Linked DNA regions of Zea mays: region 1 is linked to region 2. The links are chromatin contacts, called in public Hi-C maps. All regions are on one chromosome and are shown on one strand. The core of a region is the stretch at or near the end of the contact, and the rest is flanking DNA. Distances in the headings are between cores, read along the strand shown.

Region 1 (4,214 bases), core at 345-2,844, 180 kb after region 2:
ATTGACTCCGCAAAAGTTGCTTCCAGAATCTTGGGTTTATTTATTTATATCTAGTTCTTGATGAGCAAATGTTTACTGAACAGAAAAATGTTTTGTCTCATCATCTCGTGGCCAACTTCATCCAGCTCGAGAGTCGTACTAGCTAGCTACTTGACAGTGGTAGAGACCCACTCTAATCTACACATGCGTGTGCCGTATAAAAAGTCTCGTGTCTTTTGTATTAAAAAAAAGGGCACCGAGAAGTAAAAGAGAAGAAATAATTTATCCCCTTTTCTTTCGTTCTAGTAACCATTTGCAGCTTCTCCCATGACATCAGATTATTACAGTTACTGCCCATCAGTCGGTCCATCACATGCATGTGTATATTTAGTGTGAGAACTGAGAAGTGAGAACAGCCAGTCTTTGCGTCACGAGTTGAACCATTCCCCAGAGGGGTTCATACGACGCCATGACACTCGCCGCCCTTCTAGATCGATTACCGGTACAAGTCGCAGGTTGGTAGACACGCGGACGCGGCAGGGTAAGCACAAGTTGAACAATCTAGAAGAAGAAACTGGGTACACTAATATATCAGCTCGTGCAGATAGATCAAAAAAAAACCCTGGTAGCCTGGCCTGATCCTGCATGCATGTTGCATGCCCATGCCACCACACCACAAGTCCATGCTCATCTAGTCTAGAAGAAGCAATGATAGGAACCCCCAGAAACATTCAGCAACAACCTGACGCCGAGGTCAACCCCGCCCCTTGCATGCCCCCCTTCCGCGCGGTGACACCATAGCTGACGTCCAGCTAGCGGCTCGCTCCGTCGCACAGGATTATTATTGCCGTGCTTCTCAGGCCTCAGTTCGCTGACGTCCAGCTAGCAAAAAAAAAATGATGGCTATTACATAACCTGTGTATATTTAGTAATAAACTTAAAACCTTGCGCTAATCTGCTCAGGCGTGTGTGGCAAATATGTTGAAATCTGATCTCTTTTCTTTTTTCTCTTCGTTACCGATCAAAAGGGAGCAAGGCAAGAGGAACTTGATTGCTTCCTCAATTCACATGCACATGCACTTGATGGGAACGTAGCAGCACCTATAGGCACGAGGCCCGCGAGCCCGGCACGAAGCCCGCTTTTGGGGCTCGGTCCGAGCCCGGCACGGCCCGGTTATATGCGGGCCCGGGTCGGCCCGGCACGAATAAGCGGGCCGGGCTCGGACAGGAAATTAGACACGGTAGGCTAGCCCGGCACGGTCCGTTTAGCTCTAAGCCCGTTAAGCCCGCTTTTTTTACACTAAAATGTGTTTTTCGGTCCGCATAGCCCGCTTTCCGGCCCGCTTTTTTTGTGCTGGCCCGACCCATTTAGGCCCGTTGCGGACCGGACTCGGACAAGAAATTGAGCCCGCGTGCTTAGCCGGTCCGACCCGGTTTTTTAATCGTGCCTAGCGGGCCGGGCTTCACCGGGCCCAGGCCGGACCGGGCCGGGCGGCCCGTTTGGACATCTCTAGCAGCACCACAAACCTCACAACTTGATCTGTGGCAAGAACAACAACGACATGCAAATGACCAAATACTACCGACTGGTATTCAATGACCCAAATTAACCTTGCCTCTCGGTATCAGCATGGAAATTGACTCTTGATCTGAGACTGCGTGACACACTTGCAGATCGATTAAAACACTAGACTTTTTTTCCTTCAGTTCGTTCATTCTTGGGGACAAAGTTAAGGAAGAAAAGGTGGCACACACACACACACGCAGCGCCCGCGGCGCGGACATAGTTCAAGCCTGCCGTCGCCGTCGTGTCGGCGCGTGGTTCTTCTGCCCAACGAATCTGCTCGTGCGTGCGCTAGCATCCACTCGCCTGGCGATCCGCGGCCCTCTTTTTCCACGGCGCGCGGGCGGGCACCGGCGCACCGCTGAAAATTCTCGGCAGGAATGGTCGCCCGCCGAGACCGTTCACATCCTGCCCGCGACGACCCGACGGGCGATGGAAAGGCGTCTCGCTCGACCCTCCAACCGGCCGCGCGGGGTGCCGCAGGGGCAGGGCGAGGGGCGTTGGGAAGATTCCTGGCTCCTGGAGGTGACCGACGTCACTGGAGAGCAACGGTCGCCAGCTTAGGGAAGGGAAGTGTCGGAGCAGCAGCACATGCGAGTATGTGACGGGACGCGCACAGAGGTCGGGACGTCTCGGCCCCAAAACTGGCCTGCTGCTGCTGTTGTTCCAGTCACCCAGACGACCGACAGCTATCGAACGCTGGCGGCTGGCTCGCTTGCCCTGCTGACCGGCAGCACCGAGCCTTTGCCCGTGCGCGCTGGGCGGCGAACTTTGACGGCCCGCCGCCGGGACCCGTTTCCGCGCGCCTTCTTCTAGAAGCGACCTGGGTCCCGGTCCGCCAACGCATTGGCCAGTCAAACCTCAGACGCCCCCATGCAACGACCAGCCGCCAGCCGATGTATACCCAGCCCAGGATGCGGGCGCCAGCGAGCCAGCGCGAGCTGCTCAGCCCAGTCACCGTCCGCGTCGTCGTCCGAGTCCCGGTGGCCCGCCGCGCACCCGGACACACGACACGACACGACGCGCGACCCGACCCCCTTTATAAAACCGCCGCGCGACGCCACTCCCCCTCGTTTTCTCCTCTGCCCCTTGGGCTGCCTCGGCTCGCTCATCTGCCGCGCCCGAGCTGACGCCAACGCGAGGAGCAAAAATCCTAGCAACCGCTCAGGTTTCTTCCCCTTCAGTAGCCGTAGCCCTTGCTTTCGTCGTCCTTGCGGCAGCTTGGCGAGAATTTTTCTCGCTGCGGTTGAGTGCGAGCCATTCCGGTGGGTAAGACAGAGTTGGGGGAGCGTCGGTTAGTTAATTCTTCGCCCATCATCAGTCGGAGGAGAGACAGGAGGAGGTGCATGGCCGGCATGGAGGGTTCCAATTCCAGCTCGCAGCCGCCGCCGTTCCTCATCAAGACCTACGAGATGGTGGAGGACCCGGCGACCAACCACGTCGTGTCGTGGGGCCCCGGCGGCGCAAGCTTCGTGGTGTGGAACCCGCCGGACTTCTCACGGGACCTGCTGCCCAAGTACTTCAAGCACAACAACTTCTCCAGCTTCATCAGGCAGCTCAACACATACGTGAGTGCCTCTAAATCTCCCTCTCTCAATCTCTCTCTCTGTGTGCGTGTGACATGTTGCTGTTGCGCGTCTATTTCTTGCCATTTCCTGTCTGCTATCTTCCTCAAGACGATGTGCCTTTTTCCTCGGCATTTTTCGCATGTTCAGTTGGCACCAGCGCACCTGATCGTGGAGTCGTCTATTCATGAAGAGAGACGTATTTGTCTCATAACCCAAATAGCAACAGGAGCATTACGGGCATTCAATTCAAAGTTGGTTCTTGATTTTTTTTGCACGGGATTCTGTGTGCTCTCTGCTCTGTTCCTATTCTGTATAGTAGGAAGCCCATGTTTTAAAAGTGGCGGCTGTTTTTAACAGCTGGTCCTCACTCCTCATGTCTGTCCTCACTTTCCGCCTGCTGCTAACTTGGTTCTTCACTTCCAGGGTTTCCGAAAGATCGATCCCGAGAGATGGGAGTTCGCCAACGACGACTTCGTTAGGGGGCACACGCACCTCCTGAAGAACATCCACCGGCGCAAGCCGGTGCACAGCCACTCGCCGCAGACCCAGGTGAACGGCCCACTGGCGGAGTCGGAGAGGCGCGAGCTCGAGGACGAGATCAGCAGGCTCAAGTACGAGAAGAGCCTGCTCCTGACGGACCTCCAGAGGCAGAGCCAGCAGCGGTGCGGGATCAGCTGGCAGATGCAGTCGCTGGAACGCAGGCTGGCGCAGATGGAGGAGCGCCAGAGGAACATCGTGGCCTCCCTGCGCGACATCCTGCTGCCGGTCGGACACGGGGTCGTTTCGTGGGGGTCGGCGACGGGGGCGGACCACTTCAGCAAGAAGAGGAGGGTTCCGAAGATGGACTTCTTCGTCGACGAACCCAAGGTCGAAGAACAGCAGGTGCCGTTCCTGCAGACGGTGGGCGCGGAGACGCCAGGCATGTCTCCGATCCGCCTTCTGAGCGCCGAGCCGTTTGAGAAGATGGAGCTGGCCCTGGTGTCGCTGGAGAGTTTCTTGCAGAGGGCAACAGCGCATACGTCTGCTGCTCAAGGCATGTTGTACGCCGCTGGTGTTGCTGAACCCAGCCCTGCTCTGGCTCTAGGCGAGATGCTCTCGGCACC
Region 2 (4,349 bases), core at 1,025-3,524:
AGGTGATGATAGTTTTTGTATAAACTTGCCAAACCTGAATAAGTTTGACGACAAAATCAAAGTGAACTATAATTTTGAACAAAGGGAGTATCAATTGTTCTAGATCTGATATTTCGATACAAAAAAGTGATTCACATACCAAATATGTTGATTCCTAGTTGTGCATATATTGGAGAGAAGAATCCATCAACAAAATGAATGAACCACCAGGTGATGTAGAACGTTATTGCTATGGGGAAGAGAATTACACTGAAGAAACCGGCAAACAAAATGATGACAGAAAAAAGCATCTTAGTACATGTGGCAGGCACATGAAAGGTAAATTCATGTAGCATTATTGCAGATTGCATAGAAATGGTGTATGTAAAATCAGTCATTGCTTATCATAATTCATATATATCCTAGAGCGACACTTCAGGAAATCAGAAGAAACAAAAGTATTTTTTTAATGTCTAAACTAGAGGCTGGACCATATGCTTGCGAAATTAACTGAAAACAGAAGGTACTAATGAAATTCCTTGCTATTGGGACTTTATGATAATCCTACTGTTGGAACATCATGGTGAATTTCCACTAAAATCTAAATTCATGTTCTCATATGGACATTTTGAATGTTTGGGTTGTCACAAAGGAGCTACCAGTCAAGTGGCAACATGTAAATCCTCCACCCCAACCATGAGTTCATGAACCTTATGATATTTCTCAAGATTTAGACAAGTTTATCTTTTACTATTATATATTGAAAGGAATAAAACCAAGAACCAAAGAAACAAGCATCCCACAGTTCCTAGTAACTACTTAATTATATAGCCCCATTGATAATATTGCATCACCAGCCAAGATGAATTCCTGATGGGGAAAGGACAAAGGAGAATGGATGTTGGCATGGCAATCATAAAGCACTGCACCAAGAAATTTGACTTTTTAAGCTACTAAGCCATGGGCCATGGTACATATCCCCAACAACCAGACTATACATGACAAAACCATGGAAACAGAACCTATCATTAACTACAAGGAGGTACACTATTCAGTTCTATAGTTAAACACTAGACGGTAATCAAGAGGCGAGGAAATATTAATTTAGCAACTCTTTACCATCCAGTCATGAACTTCTTTGAAGCCCAACTGCGGACGACCTTATGGAAAGCCTGCATTTCAAGAAAAAAAAATCAACATGAGCTGTTCTAGCTTGAACCCAGAACATGGTTTCTCGGTTTCAGGAAGGCAAGTATCAAATAGGAGAAGCAAAACTGCAAGAGTAGGACGAAAAAAAGTATATCAGATGTTGTCAAGTAATTTTCATTCCAATTTCCAAATTGCAGCTCAGTGTGCTAAGCGCTCTAGGCAGTTTAGAGATTCCATCGAAATTCAAAAGCAAATAAATATTTTAAATGTCATTTTATTCAACTGGTAATATAGGGTTGTGCCACCGCAGAAAAACAAGTGAGTCACAGTCTTCTCAGCTTTCTATTTTTTAGAGGGTGTTAGGTTTCTAGGGACTAATCTTTAGTCCCTTCATTTTATCCATTTTGGTTCCTAAATTGCCAAATACGGAAACTAAAATAGCGTTTTAATTTCTATATTTAACAATTTAAGTACTAAAATTGAACAAAATGAAGGGACTAATATTTAGTCCCTTCATTTTGTTCCATTTTAGTATATAAATTGACAAATATAGAAACTAAAATAAAGTTTTAGTAGATCAAATAAGCTACTACATCGGAGTTATGCACCATCCAGTACTAATATCATTTGCCCACGAGACCCGAATGGGACATTGAAGCATTTCCTACTACATAAACTGCTAGTCGGTTCATGCCGTTCACAAGCATCAGTCAACAAGATGTAGCTGAGTTTAAAACGTCGAAAAGAACATAAATAGTAAACTAACCGAAGAGCAATTGAATAAAAGGAGGGCAAGAGGGGAAAAACTATCAATTGAGTGGGTGGGGGGATGTCAGGGGGCGGGAGCGGGGACGTACCTCGCGGCCGGAGGAGGAGAGCGCCGCGGAGGCGGAGGAGGCCCTGTCAGCGTCCTCGTCATCGACGCCGGGCGCCGAGCCGCCGCCGGAGACCGGGATGAGGAGCTCCCGGTCCCGGTCGCGCCCGCCCATCGGGCTCAGGCTCAGCGGAGACTTGTTGTCTCCCATGGGACTCGTCTGCCGCGGCGGCGGCCAGCCGCTGGTCACCCTTGCCGGTTTGGGTCGTCGCGATCGTTGCTGGGGGAGGGGATGCCGGCTCGGCACGGCCGCGGGGGCAAGAGACTTTTTCTATTTTTGATTTTTTTTTTACCTGATGGACTCTGGAGTGTTTTCAGAGCTTTGCACCTGTGACCTGTCGACTTGGGTCGATGGGATGGAATGGAAGCGTGGGCCCCACATGTACGTACGAGACGAAGTGACAGTTAATGAGGTTGGTACTATCACGGTGATCGCTTGATTAACCACGTAGCCGAGTTTGATTTGATTGCAGCAAAATAAAATTAGATAGAATTTGATATTTACATTACAACAAGACGTTTTTCAAAATTGACTTCAGACATGTATAAAAGCATATGCGAGGGACTCTTTATTTTTTTACACTCTATTTAACTTACTATTTACTTTTCATAAAGATTAAACTCTGTTTATAACATCTCATTCCAACAAACTCTCTAATATACAAATTAGTTTAGCTAATTGGAGTGGCTAGACAAGTTTAACTAGTGATGGAGCTAATTTAAAGAGCTGGATAGCTTAGCGAGTTATATGGCTAGTCTGTTGAGAGTTATTTTAATATTAGATAGCTAAAATTTAGCTTGACAAATCATTTAGCTAGTCTCTTAAATATGCTCTAAAGACTCTCTCAAGTTTGATGATCAGTTTTGTAGAGCTACATTTAATTCTATTTTTATAGAAGTTGGTTAAACAACCTAAGTGATTTTATAAAAAAACAGGAATTCAGGTTATTCCCGTCGGCCAGTAACAGACATAAATTAGCCTTATACCGACGGGGATTACTACTTCTCATCGATATATTGTTAATTCCCGTCGGTTCAGGTGATTCTCGTCGGCTCTAGGGAAGGCGACGGAAATTAGTTAATTTTCGTCGCTCAAGGCTGGCTGGCGTGAATTACTCGAATAATTCTCGTCGGCTAGTTAATTTTCGTTGGCCAAGTCTGGCCCATGAGAATTATTCGAATAATTACCGTCGACCGCCTTTGGTTGATGGGAATTATTCGAGTAATTCCTGTCGGCTATGGTCAAGCCAACGGGAATTAACCTTTCCTGTTGCAAACCAGCACCCAATGAGGCTTTTATTTCTTCACGATATTGTACACAACAACATATATATCATCACAGACAATACATATATTAATATTGGTCACATTACAAACACATCTATTGACATAGTTCACAAAAACTTCACATTACAACCACATAATCAATTCAGACATCACAAACTTCACATCACCAATATAGCTTACATGATCATTTCAAAATAGCAACAACGAGATAAATTAAAGTGTTTAGTTCACGAAAACACATAGAGTGCACGAGTTGAGAAACAAAGTCGACCAAGCACCATACTCAAGGATAACCACCACTTGTATGGTTAGAGCTTTGGTCGCTCCCGCCACTAGGAGGAGGGTACGCGAAGAGGGACTCAACAAATCCAGTTCATGTGGGTTCAGACCCACTCCCACCCGCTTCAGGCGTAACCTATGTGTCGGTGTTTCGAGACCGGGGGGTCCCTCGGGCCGACGAGTGAGTGTCGCCGCGTGCCCCAGCCCAGATGGGTCGAGCGCGAGGGCGAGCGCGAAGGGGGGAGAAGCGAGGCGGCCGGAGACCGGCGTGAGAGAGGTGGGAATCCCGCGGCCTTCGTGTTCGTCCCGCGCCCAGGTCGGGTGCGCTTGCAGTAGGGGGTTACAAGCGTCCACGCGGGAGAGGGAAGCGAGCGGCCCCAAGAGAGCGCCTGTCTCGTCCTCGTCCCCGCGCGGCCAACCCTCTCTAAGAGGGCCCTGGTCCTTCCTTTTATAGGCGTAAGGAGAGGATCCAGGTGTACAATGGGGGGTGTAGCAGAGTGCTACGTGTCTAGCGGGGAAGAGCTAGCGCCCTAAGTACATGCCGATGTGGCAGCCGGAGAGAATTTGGCACCCAGCTGGTGTGATGTCGTGGCCGTCGGAGGAGCGATGGAGCCTGGCGGAGGGACAGCTGTCGGAGAGGTTGGGTCCTTGCTGACGTCCCCTTGCTTCCGTAAGGGGGCTGAGAGCCGCCGTCGTCACAGAGCATGCGGGGCGCCATCATTGCCTATCTGGCGGAGCTAGCCAGATGGGACACCGGTCTTGTTCCCTGCAGCTCGAGTCA

Evidence for each region. Hi-C and Micro-C count contacts between places; a contact is called where the count stands out from the background.
Region 1: a contact with region 2 is called in a Hi-C map of leaf, with 10 times the contacts expected there. The contact joins the promoter of LOC103635873 here to the promoter of LOC100193766 in region 2. A contact is called at or near these places in 2 of 25 Hi-C or Micro-C datasets (ear and leaf).

Annotation. Positions count from the first base shown.
Region 1 is chr8:128,371,819-128,376,032 of Zm-B73-REFERENCE-NAM-5.0, forward strand. It overlaps LOC103635873 (heat stress transcription factor A-4d), which reads left to right and starts at 1,595. Exons shown (of 2, transcript XM_008658255.4): 1 at 1,595-3,111; 2 at 3,535-4,214. The coding sequence starts at 2,890. It also overlaps a transcript of LOC100192108 not described here.
Region 2 is chr8:128,194,756-128,199,104 of Zm-B73-REFERENCE-NAM-5.0, forward strand. It overlaps LOC100193766 (Protein LIKE COV 1), which reads right to left and starts at 2,275. Exons shown (of 7, transcript NM_001138852.1): 1 at 1,986-2,275; 2 at 1,099-1,151; 3 at 140-249. The coding sequence starts at 2,153.